Regions from separate parts of the Sus scrofa genome. Here region 2 is linked to region 1. Evidence: chromatin contacts called from public promoter capture Hi-C data. All regions are on one chromosome and are shown on one strand. Each heading gives the region's core, a stretch centred on a gene start, on an enhancer-like site or on the middle of the called end of the contact. The rest is flanking DNA. Distances are from core to core; before and after follow the strand shown. Region 1 holds the start of TAF6L (TAF6-like RNA polymerase II p300/CBP-associated factor-associated factor 65 kDa subunit 6L). Region 2 holds the start of MTA2 (metastasis-associated protein MTA2).

Region 1 (6,760 bases), core at 1,924-4,423:
CTCAGCTGGGTGGGGGATGCTGTTGGTATCTAGGGGGTCGATTCCAAGGATGCTGCTAACCCATACGAAGACAGGTAGATTCCACGGACAGCCCCCCACACAAATAATCATCTGTCCCCAAATGTCAGTAGTGCCAAGTTCTGGAAAACCTGATATGAAGCATCCAGAATAGTACCTAATACCTGGTAAGGAAAAGGCATTTGAGTGTATTTCCCTTTCCTCTCACCTCACCACTCCTGGGCAGACATAGGCTCTTCCATTCATTCCTCTTTAGTGTGTCACAAAACATTATTTTGTCATTGTCTCCCTTTTCTTTCTTTTTTTTTTTTGTCTTTTTAGGGCTGCACTCACGGCATATGGAGGTTCCCAGGCTAGGGGTCACGTCAGAGCTGTAGCCGCTGGCCTACACCACAGCCACAGCAATGCCAGATCCTAGCCTCCTCTGCAACCTACACCACAGCTCATGGCAACACCAGATCCTTAACCCACTGAGCGAGGCCAGGGATCGAAACTGCATCCTCATAGATACTAGTCAGATTCATTTCTGCTGAGCCATGATGGGAACACCCCCTTTCACTTTTTTATTATATAGAATTTCAGTTATTTTATTGAGGTAATTATAGATTCACATGCATACCTTTCATTTTTGTATCTCTAGCTCACAGCACTGTGCTGGGTTTCCCAGGTATATTGAATCCAGGAAAATTTCTGTGCTGGATTTGCAATGAATTTTCCCACAGAAACAATGTTCAAATTGTGGCCCAACTTCACGACACTGAGTTGATTACACAGGTTGTGAGGCTATTCCCTGGGCCCTAAACACACGTGTCTCAGAGTAAACACCCCAAGTTCTCAAATGGAATCACCATGCATCCGTAAATTATGTCTTGGATATCCCGGAAGTAATACTAAGCCTGAAAGAAAGAGACTGATGGATAGAGAAGCAGCTCATGGAACTGCTGGTGAGGAAGTGGGATGTGACACTGGGAAGGCTGGCACTGCATGGGGAACTGAGTGGGGATGGCCTGGAGCTGGTCTCCAGGACTCTGCTATCTTTTAAGTTTTGGTACCGGTGAAGTCTGAAAGTTACGCCCTCATATAGAGGTCACAGGCTTAAAAGTAACAGGAGGAGTTCCCGTCGTGGCGCAGTGGTTAACGAATCCGACTAGGAACCATGAGGTTGCGGGTTCGATCCCTGCCCTTGCTCAGTGGGTTAACGATCCGGCGTTGCCGTGAGCTGTGGTGTAGCCGTGAGCTGTGGTGTAGGTTGCAGACGCGGCTCAGATCCCGAGTTGCTGTGGCTCTGGCGTAGGCCGGTGGCTACAGCTCCGATTCGACCCCTAGCCTGGGAACCTCCATGTGCCGCGGGAGCGGCCCAAGAAATAGCAACAATAACAACAACAACAACAACAAAAAAAGACAAAAGACAAAAAAAAAAAAGTAACAGGAGTACGTGCCTGGTATCCTATATCCTTTACACCGTTAAAAAAAAAAAAATAATAATTCCAAAACCATCAAGCTCTTCTTGCCAGGCATTGGGTGGCTGGGGAGCGAGTGGGAGCCACCTTTCTCCCATCTGTGGCCATGTGTTCCTCATTACTGCTTTCCTTGGCCCCTGCCTTGATTCAAGCTGGGGGCAAATAGCCCCAAGACAGCTTGGATGCAGCTTCACTGCATCCTCCACCTCCAGGCCTTCCTCTCTATTTAAAATTATTTTTACATTTTATTTTATTTTTCCTTTTTAGGGCCACACCCATGGCATACGGAAGTTCCCAGGCTAGGTGTCAAATCAGAGCTGCAGCTGTCAGCTTATGCCACAGCCACAGCAACACTGGATCTGAGCTGCATCTGTGCACTATGGCGCAGCTTGCGGCAATGCTGGATCATTAATCCAGGGAGTGAGGCCAGGGATGGAACGCGCATTCTCATGGTTACTAGTCGGATTCTTAACTAGCTGAGCCATGATGGGAACTCCCTTCCTCACTTCATTCCGAATAGGACTGGAAGGGACTCCATGGGGTCACATTCTTCTTAAGTGGTGTTGCTATGGCAACTCCCATCCTGTCCATCTGGCTTTCTCGGCTTGGGTCTCAGAGGATCTTTTCTAGAGGCAGCAGCAGCATCTATCTATCCCTGAGAGGGAGGAAGGGCAAGGATGTGTACATTCATGCTCCCCTGCAGAAACCTCTCTATGATAAATACCCCATTGTAAACAGTCCCACCGGAATCAACAAAGGAATTAATCCACGGCCTCTCGATATGTCAGCGAAAGTTCAACTACCAAGTGTAAACCTACATTATCTCCTTTCGTCTGTAACAGCCCTATGTGGTGGGTATTATTACTCCATTTCGTAGATGGGGGGAAATGTAATTAGGTAATTTGCTCAAAAGCAGACTCAGAGAATGAGCCCCTGTCGGTGTGACTCCAAATACCATTCTTCACTAAGCCCACTGCTTTTCAACTGGGAATTGACAAAGTTCGGGAAAGTGTGCGTGTAAAATGGTCAAGAAGTCTGCGAGGTAGGTAAGGGTTTGCATTTGGCTTATTGAACTGAAACGAGGATACGAGATATGGTGTCCTGGAGGCTGGATCTTGCACCAGGTGTTTGCCCCAATCAGAAGACCCTTCTGCCTGCAAAGAATATCTACCAAGAGCCCCATCCATCCTTCGGGAAGGGGAAGTAGCAAGGTTTGTTTGACAGGTAAGTTGAGCCCCATCAAGCCGGAAGGAAAACTAAGGCAGGCGCCAGGGTCTAAAGCCTCAAAGCATTCGCATAAATACAAATGCTCGGAAACTCAGGCGCAGACAAGGGAATGGGGACGTTTTCCTTGAGAACACGCTTGGTAAAACGCACACCCCTCGAAACTCCCATTAGCTGTTGCTTTAAGAAGCGCTACTCTTCAGTGTCACGTGACCCCTGGCGCCCAGAGTCTTTACCACAGCCATCACAGCGGCCAATCGCGTGGCGGGAAGCCTCTCGGAGGGCGGGAACTTCTCGAAGCGCTCGTGGATTGGCTGTGTTCGGGGAGGGCGGGGCCTGGGTTCCGAGCGAGGGAATTAGTGAGACCAGGGTGAGTCGGGGCCGCAGCCACTGCCAGTGTCGTCTCGATATCCGCTTTCGCCCGTGCCGAAGCCCTCAGGTGAGCAGGCCTTCTGAACTCGGTCCCCCCGCGGTCCGCGCGCTCACCGGCCTGGAAGCCCGCTCCACTGGGGGCCCGCCCCCTTCATTGACCACGTGACCCAAGTTCGGTAACCTCTGACCTCCTCCTCCCTACCCCACCACCTCTAGACCAGGGATTCGGCGAGAGTGGGTGGGAGGATGCGCATTTCGGACACCGGTGGAGGTCAGTTCCCACGCCTCTTTACCAGTGTGTCCAGTGGCTGAGGATGTGGAGGAGAGGAGGATGAGGAGCGGGAGACCTAGGTCAGAGCCCAGACTTTGTGGGTTATAATGTGGGCGTATAATAAGGAAACTCCCGTAGCGCCTTCCGGGGGCATTCTTGCTCCCATTTTACAGATGGAGAAAGAGACTTTACAGTTATCCATTGGCGGGTCTGCAACGCCAAGGCTCCGGGCTGGGAATCCAGGCCTTGTTCCCACACAGCCCGCTGCTCCTCATGATTAATAACGAGAGTTGAGTTCCTGCTCTCTATCCATGATCTTGGGAAAATCATGTAACTTTTAACCTGAGTTTTGATTTCCTTGGCTGTAAAATAGACAGTACTTATGTAATACCTATCTCATTGTTAATGTGGACGAAATGAGGTGTAAGCCATATAAAACACTTAGCTCAATGTCTCAGGCATAGTATGTGCTTAGAAAAAAATCGCTGTTCTTCATTTTTTTCAGCAAGTGTTTATTGAGGGCGTGTTATGTGCTGACACCGTGCCTGACGCTGGGGATGCAAAGGTGAGCCAACAGGCATGATTTTTGCCATTATGGAACTTACCATCCAGTGGGGAGATAGATGTTAATCAAAAAATTATGCAAATATATAATTACAAACTGATAACTGCTTTTGAAGGCAAGGTACCAGCACATTGTGTGGGTCTGAGAAGACTTCCCTGGGCAAGTGACATTTGAACTGAGATCACTGGACAAACATTGCAGGGTAGAGGAGGAAAGTGTTTCAAGGAGCAGAAACAGTTTTTGTCCTGGCTCAGCAGGTTAAGAAGGATCTGGATAGGGTTCAATCCTTGGCCTTGGTCAGTGGGTTAAGGATCCGGCATTGCCGTGAGCTGTGGTGTGGGTTGCAGACATGGCTCAGATCTGGTGTTGCTGTAGTTGTGGTGTAGGCTGGCAGCTGAAGCTCTGGTTCAGCCCCTAGCCTGGGAACTTCCATATGCCACAGGTGCAGCCCTAAAAAGCAAAACAGAAACAAAAAAGGAGAGGAAACAGAATGTATGAATGTCCTGAAATAAGGTGTTTTTGAGGAAATGGAAAGAGGCCAAGGGAATGCAGAACACGTGAGAGACTGGAAAGAGATGTCTGCACACGTAGGTGCATGTGGGGCCTTGGAGCCATGGTGCAGGTTTATTTTTATTCCAAAGGCAATGGGGAGTCATTGGGAGAAATGCTGTGGAGAGGCCAAATAGGGTGCCTGCTGGATTTAGGGACCTGGAGGTCACTGGTGACCCAGGGAGCTCTGCTGGAGAAGAGTGGTGGGGCAGCGCCCAGGAGGGTGACCGTGAAACTAGGCCTTGCTGCCTGTGGTGCTGGTGTCTGACTTTGGCCCATGAGGGCCAGCCTTCTGGTTGTGCTGTGTATGTGTGGCTGGAGTCGGTCAGCAGCTGCTGTTTTTGTTGGGTTCTTATTCTGCCATATCCTGTGAACGGAAGAGCAGGTTCCTGCTTTCAGGCCTTGAAGCCAAACTGGGGAAGACCAGACACATGGGCAAAAAGCCCAGCGACTAAAAGCCTGATGGTCTCAGATGGCATATGGGACAGGAAGACCTCAAAGGAGAGACTGGATTTGCCTTGGGAAAGATGAGGGGTGGGTGCTTGGTGGAGAGAGGGAGACAGATCAGCCCGAGCACTGGCGGTGGGGTACGAGGTAGGCTGGGAGACACGAGGCTGGCCTTACTGGGAGGGAGGATCAGTTTGAACAGCTCTGAGGAGTTGGGACCAAACACAGAATGTCAAGCCAGGGAGTTGAGACTTTGCTTTTATGAGTTGTGGAGAAGTACTGAAGACTTTTTTTATTTTTTGCTTTTTAGGGCTGCACCTGTAGCATGCAGAAGTTCCCAGGCTAGGAGTCAAATTGGAACTGCAGCTGCCGGCCTACACCACAGCCACAGCAACACCAGATCTGAGCCGAGTCTGCAACCTACACTGCAGGGATTAAACTTGTGTCCTCATGGATACTAGTCAGGTTTGTAACCTGCTGAGCCACAGTGGGAACTCCCCGGCTGTGCGGATTTGGGACCTAACACAGAATGTCAAGCCAGGGAGTTGAGGCTTTCCTTTTATGAGTTGTGGAGAAGTATTGAAGACTTTTGAGCAAGGGACTGTCAGGGTAAAATCTTGTTTTCATCAGTGTTTAGTACGTAGTGGTTATAGCAAGCATCAGAAAGAAGAAAACATGGGAGTCCCTGCTATGGCTCAGTGGATTAAGAATCCGACTAGTATCCATGGGGACGTGGGTTTGATCCCTAGCCTTGCTCAGTGGGTTATGGATCCAGTGTTGTCATGACCTGTAGTGTAGGTCGCAGACACGGCTTTGATCCAGCATCTCTGTGGCTGCGGTGTAGGCCGGCAGCTGCAACCCCCAGTTCAACCCCTGGCCTGGGAACTTCCATATGCCATGGGTATGGCCCTAAAAAGCAAAAAAAAAAAAAAAAAAAAAAAGGAGAAGGAAACATGGCATTTTTGTTTGTAATTAATGATGGTGACATTTTTCCATTTGTGTAGTGTTCTGGCTCCTGAATGTCATATCTTATTATCTCATTTCATGAATTAGGGAGGGCAGGGCTTATTGCCACTGTTATACCAGGACCCAGACTGACGAAGGTATCAGCCAGATTCATGGAGGAAGTGGTGGAGCAGGGCTGGGTCCCAGTTCTGTGAACCCCAAGGCCAGGTACTTTCTCGGGCATCACTGTTGTCGGTCTCCAGGCCCAGCTCAAGTCTGTTTATTGCTGTGAGCCTCAGTGCCCACAGCCGGATGCTCAGAGGCTTTGTGGCTCCCGGTTCGGGATTCTGGAGCCAGAGCAGCAAGATTGGTGTAAAGGACTTTGAGTCAGGCTCCTGGGCTCTGAGGGAGACTGGCTGGCTGGTCAAACTCTCCTCCCAACTCCCAGCTCCATCGGGGCCATGTCGGAGCGAGAAGAGCGGCGGTTTGTGGAGATCCCTCGGGAGTCCGTCCGGCTCATGGCGGAGAGCACAGGCCTGGAGTTGAGCGATGAGGTGGCGGCCCTGCTGGCAGAGGACGTGTGCTACCGTCTCAGGGAGGCCACCCAGGTACACTCCCCTGCGTCCCAGTACCCCCAACTCTCCTTGTCCCTTCCTTTGACTGCCCCCTCCCAGAGGGGTCATTCAACACGTATACATCAGGCACTCACTCCTTGCTTTGAGGGACTGCAGTGGAGGTGGTCCCTGCCCTTTCCCGAGCCCCCTCTAGCCAGCTGGGCTTCCAGCGAACAAAGTGCCTGCCGGGCATCATCTCGTGGGTTCCTCACTGCAGCCCCGCTGGGCCGGCCAAGTAGGTTCAGAGTCACATCCTACATGGGAGAAACTGAGTCCGAGAGGGAATGTGACATTG
Region 2 (6,135 bases), core at 1,084-3,583, 140 kb before region 1:
ACCCTCTACTTCCCTGTTATGCAAGCTTTTAAGTACAATCTCTTCCTGTTCACCTTGACCTTCGCAGTCACCACCCATTGTCCCAACACAACCAAAACTGTCCCCAAGAGTGTTGCTTCTCCAAATTAGAGCTCTTCTCCATCCCCCTTTTAAACATTACCACCTCTTTTACATACCCCACTCACACAAACACACACACAAATACACACCAGCCAAATTCTCACTTTTCATGTCATGGTTTCTCCACACTGCTTCCAACCCAACGTGTAAAAACAGGCCTCCCTCTGCAGACCAGGCATTTCCCACCCCCAAACTCACACCCCTGCCTTGAGCATGATACCAAGAGAAACACCTGCACGGACATGCCCAGGTTTCAGATCATGGGCAGGGGGAGACGGGGGTACAAAGACACTCACTGGCATTACTATCAGCCAGGCTGTTGAGGCTACCAGAAATGTCCCTTCGCCGGAAAAGGCACACAACCTTTGCCTCCACATTTCCATTTGCCGTCTAAGGAGAGAGAGAAAACAAAACAAAATAAAAAAAAAAAACACTGTGAAAACTAGTCATTTGAAAGTAGAACTGCAGAAAGACAAGACTAACAACATCAAACAGGTTTCTGAAGGATATAAGAAAAACCCAAGAAATTATGAATCAAGACGTTTGCATTTAAGGACAGACTTCCAAATCCCTTTATAGAACAGTCAAGATCCTCTAAGGTGTCAAGAGCCTTTCCTGAATGCATGGGATGAACAAATGAATGAATGAATATGAATGAATACTTAGAACAGGCTTCATGTTCTCCTGCTCTCTTCCTCTTTCCCTCCCTCTCTCATTCACCTGAAGTTAGAGACCAGGGGAGGGACTGGGCGGGGGGGGGGGGGGGGGGGGGGGGAGCCCAGAAGACTCTGCTCCACTCACCTTGTTGAGCTCTTCAATCCTTCTCACCAGGTAAGGATTGCTGGAGGAGTTCTCAAAATAGACGTAATCTGTAGGAGGGGGTGGGGAAGAACCGGGAAGATCAGAGGAGCGGATGGGAGAGCCGAGCACGAGAGTAGGAGGAACGAAAAGGAGGCCTGAGTGGACCCAAAGGAGAAAAGGGTCTAGGCAGAGAAGTCGCTGAAATGTGGAAGTGGAGAGACTAACAGAACGTAAGGGAGGGGTGCCCCACCCGCCACCCCTAACCACCCAAAAGTGAGCCTTAAGGAGGAGCCCAGAAGCAGGGGGTTCCCCAGCAGGCGCCGCAACTCAGCGATGGAGTTGCACCCGGTGTCGGCCAAGCGAACAATTGTTCACTCCAGCGCAGGGCCCCCACCTTTGCGAACCCAGGCGCACAATAACGCCTGGGGAGAGGAAGCCTCCCGGCTGCTCCCCCGCAGATGGCAAAGCGGTCGCCCCGGCCCTTCGCGCCCCCTAGCCTGCCCTGTCAGCTCCTTCGGAACCACTTTCCCAAGCCCACCCCGCGACCCCGGCGGCGCCAGGCGCAGCCCTGCGAGTGCCGTCGGGCCGCCCGAAGTCTCTCCGGCAGTCTCGGTGACCCGCCGCGTCGCGGTCCCCGCGCCCTCGCTCCCCGTGCGACCGGTTCCGGTTCCGGTCCGCGCTCCGGACCACGCCGCCCCAGACGCGACTCCCCGTGCCGCCGGGCGCCAAGCCTCTCCGGTCCCGGCCCCCGACCTCTCTCGCCCCGGGCCCCGCAGCCCCTACGCCCGGTACTTACCCCCCACTCGGTACATGTTGGCCGCCATGGCCGTTCCCGCCGCCGCCTCCGGCCGCACAAAGGGGTCCGGGAGGCTCGCGGGGGCAGGGCTCGAAGCGAAGCCCTGAGCGTGGGGCTGGCGCTTCGCAGAAGTCTCTGTCTGGCTCGCGCAGCCGGCACCTCCGCCACCTCAGCCGTCGCGGTTCATCCCGGCCCGCGCTGTCGCCACCGCCTCTATCGCCTCACGCCCGGGACGCCGAGGCCGTAGCCGGTCCGCTCGGCTTCTTCCGGAACGAGCTCGGCTCCCGCCGGACCGGGCCAGGCTCCAGCTCTCCCGCCCTCGCCGAGCCCCACTAGACGTTGGACTTTGCGGGCCGCCGCGAAGGCTTGCCCTGCCCGCCTCGGGGTTCGCCTCCTTCCGGAACACCTTCGGCGGATCCGGAGAACAAGGCCCAGCGCTCGGGTCCGGTCGGAGAGCGAGACCTCAAAGCTCGGCTACTTCCGGAAGAAGTTCGGCTCCCTCCGGCCAATCGCGTCCCGGCGCTCGGTTATTTCCGTTGCGGCTCGGCCCCGCCTCCGAGGGCGAGAGAGGAGTTGGGCTTAACTCTCTCCTCGCCCGAGTCCCGCGGCGGCGAAAGACTCGTAGCGCCTCCGCACTCCGCGGGGTTATTTGCAAGCGGCTTTGCCTGTTATTTGCATGAAAGGTCTACTCTCCCTCACCCTTTCCGCATTCCCCTTTTCCTTCACCCCACCCCACAGAGCCCCGAGGCGCCCAGCCGCGCCCGACAAAAGGACCGGGAGGCGACTTTGCTTTTGGTTTATTGCCCCTCAGCAGGTAGCGGGAGTCAGGGCCCAGGCTGGGGCTGCCCGGCTCAGCCAGCGGGTCTTTACAGTGTGTGCAGGGGTGCCGTTCGCCCCCTGCAGGGAAATGAGCTTTCGGGAATGTCTCGAAGTCTAGGACTGGGTCGGCCCGGGTCCTGGGAAACTTGGGCGGGGCGGGGCCACGCTGCAGGGCCGGTGGGTCCCGTCGGGCAGCGGTCAGACGTCGAGAGAGGAGGCGGGGGACAGCGAGGGAGTTCGAGAGGGCGTGGCAGGCGCCTGCCCCGCGCTCCCAGCGCCCAGCACTCGCCACTGGAAGATGCTGGCGTCCTTGCCGCCCAGCGAGACGAGGTGCGAGTCGTCGTACGTGAACCGGACGCTGGTCACGTGGCTGCCGTGACCGCCGTACACGAGGCTCGGCGCCTGGGCAGGAGGGAAGGTCGAGCTGCAGCGGCCGTGGAGCCCCAGGGCCCTGACCTGCCGTCCCCGGAGGCCCTGGGAGGCCTCTCACCTTGGCGCGCGCGCACGGGTACTGGAAGAGGTGCACTTTGCAGAAGTCGTCGGCCACAGCCACCACGCGCTCATTGTGGGAACGGCACAGGGAGTTGATGTCGGTTCCATCAGAGCCATCCGGCCACACGCCTAGCACAGCCGTCGGCCTTAGCCCTGCCTCCCCGCCACCACCCACAGCCCAGAGCTGCACCAATTCCAGCGCTCAGTCAGTCCCGCCACCCACCAGCCGCGTTCCAGGCAATCTTTCCCGGTCCCAAGGGCCTGCTGGAGGGGCCCCCCAGGGCTGGATCTGCCCATCCCTCCACACATGCCCAGCATTCCGAGCCCCGGGCAGTCTGCACCTTGTCCCCCGACTCTCGAGGCATAGTTCTGGGGCCCTGCGTCCCTGCTCACCATAGACATGAAAGCCCAGCACGCAGGTGTAGGTGGCCCACTCCCGGTCTCGGCTGTCATAGCGATTCCTCAGCAGCTTACAGCCTCCAGCCACGTCCCCTGGGGAGAGGGAGCCCACCCAGATCAGGTCTCACCCTGCCCTCAGCTGGAAGATGCCATAGAAGGCCAAGTTGGAAATACTTGAGGCACTGGCATGTGATCTGGTCCCCATGGTAGCCCTCAGTTCAGGGCAAAACTCAGCCCACGTGCTTCCTCTTTGGCTGCACCTGTGACATGCAGAAGTTCCTGGGCCATCTATGGAACCCCTGCCACAGCAGCAACCAGAGCCACAGCAGTGACAAGGCTGGATCTTTACCACACTGTTCCAGGGGGAACTTCCCGTGTGCTTCCAGAGTTCTCAGCTGAAGTTCTCCCAATAGTTCCTCCCCAGTTCCTCCTCCCTAGATAAGTCAATCCCTCCACACCTGTCTGGAGAAACTTTTCCAAAACAATCTTTTCTTAGTGCGTTTTTCAACTCCCTCAAGGCCTTTGCGGGTCAAGACATAGTGTAAAACTGTAGGTGTGGGGTTTTTTTGGTCCAAATGACAGAATTTCTCCTATGTGTAAAATTCTGACTCCACTTCAGACCTATCTCCACCCCCTCTCTGACAGCCCCTCCACTTGGAGCTCCCCACATCGCCCTTCATCCCCTCCCAACTGGGAGCCCCCCACACAAATAAAACCCACCCCAAGTACCCTCTCCCTGTGCCCTCCCCTACTGTCACTCACAGTAAAGGATCTCATAGTCCCCAGAATTGGACATGATGAAGTTCCCATCCTTGGACCAGTCAAGATGCGTGATGAAGCTGGAGTGACCCTGGGAGCAAGGGTCAAAAGACTAAAAATGCGGCCAGCAGTTCCCCTCCCCAACCCTCCTGAAGTGTATTAGTTTACCTGCTATGTCACTGCCCCACCCTCCACCCCAGCTTCCTCACCACACAGCGGCCAAAGCGGCTGGACTTGGCACCATCACTGGAAACGCTATAGATGTAGATCATGTTGTCATGGGAACCGATGGCCAGGTACAACCCATCTACAAAGACAGTCACTTAGAGGGGGAAGGGCAAGGGGCGAGTCTAGGTCCGGGGTCGGGGTGGCTCCCACCTGGGCTGTACCGGACCACTGAGAGCTGCTCGTTGCCATCAGTGATGTCAGACACAATCTCCCGAGTCTCTGTGTCCAAAACCAGCCACCTGGAAGCGCGGGGGGGGCGGGGGGCAGAAAGCAGGTGTGAGGATCCCTGTCCTGGGCAGGGTGGTGGTGAGCAAGTCCGCGTGCCCCAGAGGTACCCCCAGAAAAGCTATGATGCAGACAGGGAGGTTGCCATTGCATTTTTTTGGCTGTGCCTGAGGTATGCAGAAATTCCTGGCCCAGGGATTGAACCCATGCCAGAGCAGGAGCCTGAACCACAGCAGTGACAAAGCTGGATCCTTAACCTACTATGCCACCAGGGAACTCCTGCCATTGCATTCTTATGCTGGGAAGTAGCAGGGGGCTAAGGGCAGATCAAAGGCAGCTGGGGGTACAGGGGCCCAACTACAAGGGCTTTGTGGCGTCTCTAAGTTTGTCACTTCCCTGTGTCAGTCCTCACTAGGTCCCTTCCATCCCTGCTGCTTCTCTGCTCCGAGCTGCCACCTCCTCCACTCGCAGGCTTAGAAGGGAGGATGTGGTGACAGTTGCCACAGGGGAGACCCGGGCTACAGGGAAAAGCACTGAGGAGCAGGAAGGTGCAGTTGGGGCTCCTGAGCAGGCACTGATCACACTCCCACACACACACCCCATTCCCAGAAACCCTTCCCATACCTCCTGCTTTCCCCTCCCAGGAGTCCCAGCTCCCTCTCACCTCCCCGTATTCAGTCCCACAGCCACAACTGCACCACTGGGGTGGAAGTCGGCACAGAGACCAGTTTCCTGGGAGAAGGCAGAAAGTGAATTCAGGGAGATGCCTTTCTAGGGAACCAAGGTGGATACCCTGTCATCCTGATAACACTAAAGCCTCCTCGGTGTTCCCGTCGTGGCGCAGTGGTTAACAAATCCGACTAGGAACCATGAGATTGTGGGTTCGATCCCCAACCTCGCACTGTGGGTTAAGGATCTGGTGTTGCCGTGAGATCGCAGACGCGGCTTGGATCCTGCGTTGCTGTGGCTCTGTCGTAGGCTGGCAGCTACAGCTCCGATCAGACTCCTAGCCTGGGAACCTCCATATGCCGCAGGAACAGCCCTAGAAATGGCAAAAAGGAAAAAACACTAAAGCCTCCTCCTCTCAATGAGGAGAGGGACAGGAGGCCTGGGGTGGAGGCAGGGGGAGGTCTAGGGGCTGAGGGAGGGCAGTGCTGAGGGGCCGCTGGAGGCATCTGTACAGAAGAATGAACATTTTAGCTGCCGGTACAGCCACACCAGTACAAACTGGCTGCCTCTGGGAGCAGAAGAGAAGGGGATGTTGGCGAAGGAGGGGTGACCACAGGAGTCATGGTGGGGGTGACAAGGAGGATCCAGGGACACAGAGCCTACCTTGAGATCAAGGCTCCAGGCCAGTGCATGGGCCTCCCCATCCCACAGGCAGAGCTGCCGGTCATGGCCACAGGTGAGGAATCGGTTCTGGAAGGGATGCGTGCAGAGCCCCCAGAGCTCATCCGTGTGACCCTGCAGCAGAGTATGGGCTGTCACCTCTGCGG

Evidence for each region. Promoter capture Hi-C pulls out the DNA fragments that hold promoters and counts their contacts.
Region 2: a contact with region 1 is called in a promoter capture Hi-C map of liver, with 2.2 times the contacts expected there. The contact joins the promoter of MTA2 here to the promoter of TAF6L in region 1. A contact is called at or near these places in 1 of 5 promoter capture datasets (liver) and 1 of 2 datasets of contacts at active chromatin or transcription factors (alveolar macrophages).

Annotation. Positions count from the first base shown.
Region 1 is chr2:8,996,403-9,003,162 of Sscrofa11.1, reverse strand. It overlaps TAF6L (TAF6-like RNA polymerase II p300/CBP-associated factor-associated factor 65 kDa subunit 6L), which reads left to right and starts at 3,173. Exons shown (of 17, transcript XM_021082913.1): 1 at 3,173-3,345; 2 at 3,851-3,910; 3 at 6,300-6,459. The coding sequence starts at 3,903.
Region 2 is chr2:9,134,016-9,140,150 of Sscrofa11.1, reverse strand. MTA2 (metastasis-associated protein MTA2) reads right to left here and starts at 2,333. Exons shown (of 18, transcript XM_003122622.5): 1 at 1,718-2,333; 2 at 922-989; 3 at 417-510. The coding sequence starts at 1,745. EML3 (echinoderm microtubule-associated protein-like 3) reads right to left here. Exons shown (of 22, transcript XM_003122621.4): 15 at 5,972-6,103; 16 at 5,304-5,371; 17 at 4,565-4,653; 18 at 4,396-4,493; 19 at 4,190-4,277; 20 at 3,422-3,520; 21 at 3,027-3,157; 22 at 2,500-2,938. The coding sequence ends at 2,735.